Regions from separate parts of the Mus musculus genome. Here region 2 is linked to region 1. The links are chromatin contacts, called in public Hi-C maps. All regions are on one chromosome and are shown on one strand. The core of a region is the stretch at or near the end of the contact, and the rest is flanking DNA. Distances in the headings are between cores, read along the strand shown. Region 1 holds the start of Pdk2 (pyruvate dehydrogenase kinase, isoenzyme 2). Region 2 holds the start of Atp5g1 (ATP synthase, H+ transporting, mitochondrial F0 complex, subunit C1 (subunit 9)).

The links. A called contact is a pair of places that touch in the nucleus more often than the background predicts.
Region 2: a Hi-C map of B cells shows a contact between it and region 1, with 6 read pairs. The contact joins the promoter of Atp5g1 here to the promoter of Pdk2 in region 1. A contact is called at or near these places in 1 of 39 promoter capture datasets (pre-B cells), 1 of 484 Hi-C or Micro-C datasets (B cells) and 1 of 115 datasets of contacts at active chromatin or transcription factors (pancreatic cancer cells).

Annotation. Positions count from the first base shown.
Region 1 is chr11:95,040,048-95,042,725 of GRCm38.p6, forward strand. It overlaps Pdk2 (pyruvate dehydrogenase kinase, isoenzyme 2), which reads right to left and starts at 1,324. Exons shown (of 11, transcript NM_133667.2): 1 at 1,092-1,324. The coding sequence starts at 1,209.
Region 2 is chr11:96,074,255-96,076,932 of GRCm38.p6, forward strand. Atp5g1 (ATP synthase, H+ transporting, mitochondrial F0 complex, subunit C1 (subunit 9)) reads right to left here and starts at 1,377. Exons shown (of 5, transcript NM_001161419.1): 1 at 1,303-1,377; 2 at 733-779. The coding sequence starts at 771.

The DNA of each region.
Region 1 (2,678 bases), core at 74-2,573:
CTGTGTCAGCTAGAGACAGGAGACCTAGGATCAACAGCAGGCGATGCTTCTGTAACTTACTGTATATCATCAGCAGTTTTCCCCAGATAGGTGGACCGAACTACGGCCAAGTCCCTTCTAGCTGTGGCATTCATTTGGCGGGGACTTGGAGTGGGCCCTGGAGGATTTCCTACACAAGCAAAGCTCACAACTCCAACTGAACAGGGAGTAACAAGGCATATCCTGGAAAACAGGTGCCCAAGTCCTGTCGGCCATCTTCCTGTCCTCCTGCCTGTGACACAGCCAACTCTTGAGAGACCTGGGTCCACTCCCTACACCAGCTGGCACCAGGGAATACCTTGCAGACAGATGGGGGCCACACAACGTCTCCATCCTCCACTCCGCAAAGCTTTCTCCTGCCCCAAAGCCACCTCCACCCTCAGAACACCGAGTGGGTGATCTTCAGAAACCCAGGGGTAGCCATAGGAGGGTGAAAGCCACCTGACTACCTCATGGTAAGTTGGGCTCTGCCCAGCTAGGAACCGCTGCCAGGTCAGAACAGATTTGATCTTCAAGTGTCCTTGCCCAGTGGGCAGCTGCAGTGGGTGGAGGCTCACCAGTCAGGGGAGTTCCCCTGTTAGCACCTCCTACTTCAAGGGGCCCCCTTCCCACCTGCCCTGGCTTTTCTCCCTTGCTCTGTTCAGAAGTACCCCGCCCTTCGTGCACAGCACAGGTCTTCCAGATGGCTGAATCTCCTTAGCACTCCAACAGCACGTCTCCTGTTTACTCTTGGCTGCCCACTCTCAGTGGCCGGGATCTCCCACTAACTCTATCATGTCTGGATAGGGTCCTATGCCCTCACTGTCTCTTACTCTCCACGATCCCTCGCAACGCTTTCTCCGCGCCCCCATTCTTAGTTAACTGTGAAGGGGGCACTCTTAACTCTTTGTGGGCAGCCAGGTTGGCCTCGCCGTTTACCCATTCCTGTCCATACTCTTCCAAGCCAACCCTCCTACCACCCAGGACCTCTTCCTCCGATGTTAACCTCTCATTGCCAGGGTCTCCTTCCCCGCGCCCACAGCCCCCGGTGCCCGCCTACGCCGACTCCGTACCGAAGTCTAGAAACTGCTTCATGGACAACGGGGACGGGGAGAACTTGCTGAAGTGCTCGATGTACTTGGGTGCCCCTGCCAGGGACGCATTCTTCAACAGCGCCCGGACCCAGCGCATGGCGACGGCGCCTGCGGCTCGGGCTTGGATCTCGCTGCTGTCCCGGGGCTGGAGGCGCTGGCACCGGCCGTCAGCTCGGCCCAGCTTAGCCGGGAGACGGGCTTCGGCCGCCTCCTCCCTACCCTTGCCCTGGCGATGCCTCCAACGCCTAGCCAATCGGCTTGTCCCGGCGCCCCGACGTCGCCAATGGGCGCGCACAAACAACTCTGGGAGAACCAATAGCCTTGCGCTTCGACACGTGGCTCTCCTCGAGGCCCACCTCCTTAACCGTGAAGGTGCTGGAGACGGCCTGTTGTTTTCCTGGGCTGTGCTCAAGTCCCGCCTCCTGTCGCCAACTACACTTCTTGGGGGCCAGCCCCGAGTTAACCCTTTCTTCCCCAGAGTCCCGCTAACCCTTCGTTTGACGTTCTACTTTCCCTGGTTCTTTCCCCTGTCTCCTTCTTTAAAACCTCCCTTCCCTGCCCTGTCCCTTTCCTAAAGGCACCTGTTTGACCTGACAACCTGCTTACCTGCTCTGCTATAGGGGCTCACAGTGGTTTCTCACTCCTATGATGGACCCAGAATGAACACTTGCAAAATCCGAAACCAGTATGCGAGCTTATACTAAGCTATCCTATATGCGTGCAACCCGCTGACTTCCATAAATATCCAAAAAGCCCAAGAAAAGGTCTCTCTCTCTCTCTCTCTCTCTCTTTCGAAAAAGATCCGATATCAGGGTGGGAATGTAGCTCAGAAGGCATGGCACTTGCTCAGTATGCATGAAGCCCTGTATTGATCTCTGGTACTTGGAAAACAACAACAAAAACAGCCAGAGCCAAACCCCCTTAGGACTGGCAGAGGCGGGAGCAGGAGCTATGGTCAGTGCTAATTTTAGTTAAGTTCCATTTTATTATTACCTCGCTCATTTGACTGAGCATAAAACCTTGCGCGTCTTGCACAACCACCTAAGAAGGTAACCTTCTGTGCACCTAACCCGAGACGAGCAACTGTCTGTGCCGCTGGCTTCCTTATTGCGAGTCCCCAGGAGCTAAGGCATCTTAGTGGTTAGCGGCTTGGGAGCCCAGCCCAGTCTTCCTAGCAGTTCCCTGCCTCTTCCCTGAGAAATGTCATGCGCCCTCTTTTGGTAAAACTTGGTATGTGCCCCACTCTCTGGGCCTTCCTAGGTTCATTACTATTGATTATCCAGTGGTTTCCCGGCCTTTACTATGGCCCTGTGAAGCACAGACAGGATTGAGGTTTGGCCTTTAGGAAGTCCTGGTGCTCCTCTTGGAGGCTGAGGCAGGAGGAGATCTGTCCAAGGCCCACCTGAGGCAGTGTGAGTTTAAGTCCAGCCTGGGTAATTTAGTAAGATCTTTTCTCCAAAAGGTAGAGAAGGTGGGTTTGAGCTGGTAGTAACTCAGTAATAGAGTGTTTTCCTAGAATATGCAAGACTATGGGTTTGATCCTCAACCCCCCCACCCCACACACAC
Region 2 (2,678 bases), core at 127-2,626, 1.0 Mb after region 1:
CTGGGGAGCACTCACAAGACCCGGGGGTCAATCCTCAGAACCAAACCCAAACCAAACCGGATACCAAAGTCCATTTCCAAGGGCACAGACCTAATCAGTTTCCCAGAATAGAGTAAGACCCAAACATCCAGTCAGTTGTTGAGGTAACAAAAGGCAATCAAGGGGAGAGATTTACTAAGATGCATTCACAGCAACATATATCCTTCAGGCAGCGGGCCAGGAAGCCTGGTTTGACTCCCAGAACAGCCATCTTAGGAAAGCTCCCAGTGACACGGATTGCTTGACACATTATTCAGTACAATGACTCTCAGGCTTGGCAGAACATTGGCATCACCTGGGGCATTCTACCAAAATTGCTTAGGGGTTCCACCTTCATTCTCAGTCTGATGCAATTGGTCTGAGGAGCAGTCTGGGCAGTAGAAGCATTAGGCTTTCCAGATGAACTGAACACGCAGCCGAGGTTGAGAAAAACTGTTTTCCGGCTGTCTGGCTACAGCCAACCCAGGACTGTAATAAAAGGTCAGCTCTAGCTTATCTGAGGACGCTCAGAAAGCCACGACGGCTTGGTTTACAGGCCTGAATAAACATAGGTTACCTGCAACAGCTCCTATACCCTCCGCCAATAGCCATCATCATCATCACGGAACGCCAGCCCCTCTTAGTCCATTCATTAAACATGATTGCTCCCATACCATACCCGGCACTATAGGGAAACCCGGAGCTTCCGCTTACCAGAGCTGGAGAAATGAGCAGTGCCTTGGTGGTCTGCATTTTTCAATCTGCAAGAAGGGGGAGAAAAGAAAAAAAAAAAAAACCGTAATTCCTATGAAAGCCCGGGTGTCTGCTTATACTGGCAACCTCCTGTTGTCCCCATCCACCTCCAATCGTTCCCCCCAACCCTCTTCCTATACCCCAGCTAAGGAGGGCATTAGAGGTCAGAAGGACAGAGCAGATTCCGGGGTCAACCACTCTCTGCGCAGCGGGTCTGCAGAAGGACAGCAACCGAGATCGGAAATAAAAGGAGGTGGCTCAGGCCCCAAGAGGGAAATGTTGCGAAAAGGAATGGTCTCCCGGGAAGACCGGAGGCAGAAACTGGCAGACGTCGTGCAGGATCCTGCCCAAGTTACACTGCTGTCCCCTACTCTCCCCAGCGGCCGTTTATCGCTCATTACCGTTGGTAATTAACATTAATTGATAAGGCTTAAAGACTCTAGTCCTCCTTCCCTATCCCTGGAGGCAAATGGTGCTCCACGTGGCACAACCCACGGCCTTGCGGACCCCTGTCTCCCAGCCCCAAGTCACCTGCACTCCCACTCCCCTGCAGCCCCTGCTCGGCCCACAGCACACTCCCTGCTCAAGGTGACTGACTCACCTCCCAGCTTTAGCCCTTGGTCTGAGCGCTCAGCTCCCCCACCCACGTGTTCGGAGTCCCTTCACTCCCATTGGTCGTTATCTCTCCACGTTCCAATTGGCTGGCGTCATCAACTCCATCCTTCTTATTGGTCTTCTTCAGCTTCTTCCTCTCTCTCCACAGGAGCTTCGTGGCAATTCCCGCCTCCTTGCGGATAAAGGCGGGTTCTTTTTCCGAGTTCGGGGTTACGATTGGTCGAATCCCGAAATGCTTGACCATAGAGTCGACGAGACTCAGAGGTTCTACAACCTTCAACACAAAATGGCGACCAAGGTGCAAGCGGAAGAAAAAAGCGTGGGAGTGACAACCGGCCGCTTGACGCAAGCTGACACGTGATAAGGGCTCCAGGCCTTCATTCGGCCGCTTGGACCTTGGGGCGCATTGCATGTTGGGCCTTGTAGTCCTGTCCAAGGACTCAAGGACCACCGACATCCCGCGAGATGTTGCTTCCTGGCAAGGAGAGCCGACGCCTTTACAGTACCTTCCACCATCGTGATTTGTAAAAACCCCCATTTTCGTCCAAGTATTAAGGCAGGCTGGAAAACTTCTAAGTAGTGAGCGTGCTCTTGTGGGTCTGTCAGTAGTCAGTCAACATGGACTCACAAGTTGAATGGTGGAAAAAAAAAACTCAACAAAATACAATTAAAACCAGGCTTGCTATTTCGTACCCGAAATTTTAGCACTTGGCAGGTGCTTAGGAGACAGGAAAGTCAGGAGTTCAAGGCCAGACTAAGCTTCTTGAGTTTAGGTAAAAAAAACAAGGTAGGGCTAGACAATTGTATTGGGAGTGGGGAGAACTCTAAAACGAAAATAATAATTGGTAGGATGAAGCGTGCAAAGAATTCAGGTGGTGCATGCTTGTAATTTCAGACATCGGAAGGCTAAGGCAGGAAGACGGAGCACTTGCTCCAGGCCAGTCTGGAGTAAGTAGCAAAACCTGGCTTAAAACGACAAAACAATGCCGGCCAGTGGTGGCGCACACCTTTAATCCCAGCACTTGGGAGGCAGATGCAGGCAGATTTCTGAGTTCGAGACCAGCCTGGTCTACAAAGTGAGTTCCAGGACAGCCAGGGCTATATAGAGGAAACCCTGTCTCAAAAAACCAGCAACAACAAAGAAACAAACAAAACCACATGTGTATGCACACAAGCACAAAGGGTAGGGACAGAAAAACAGGACTGCAGTAACCATTCACTAGTGAATTAGAAAACCTTCCTGGAAAGCAGTTTGGCAATACTTTTTATTTGAAATGCTATGAATGAGCCAT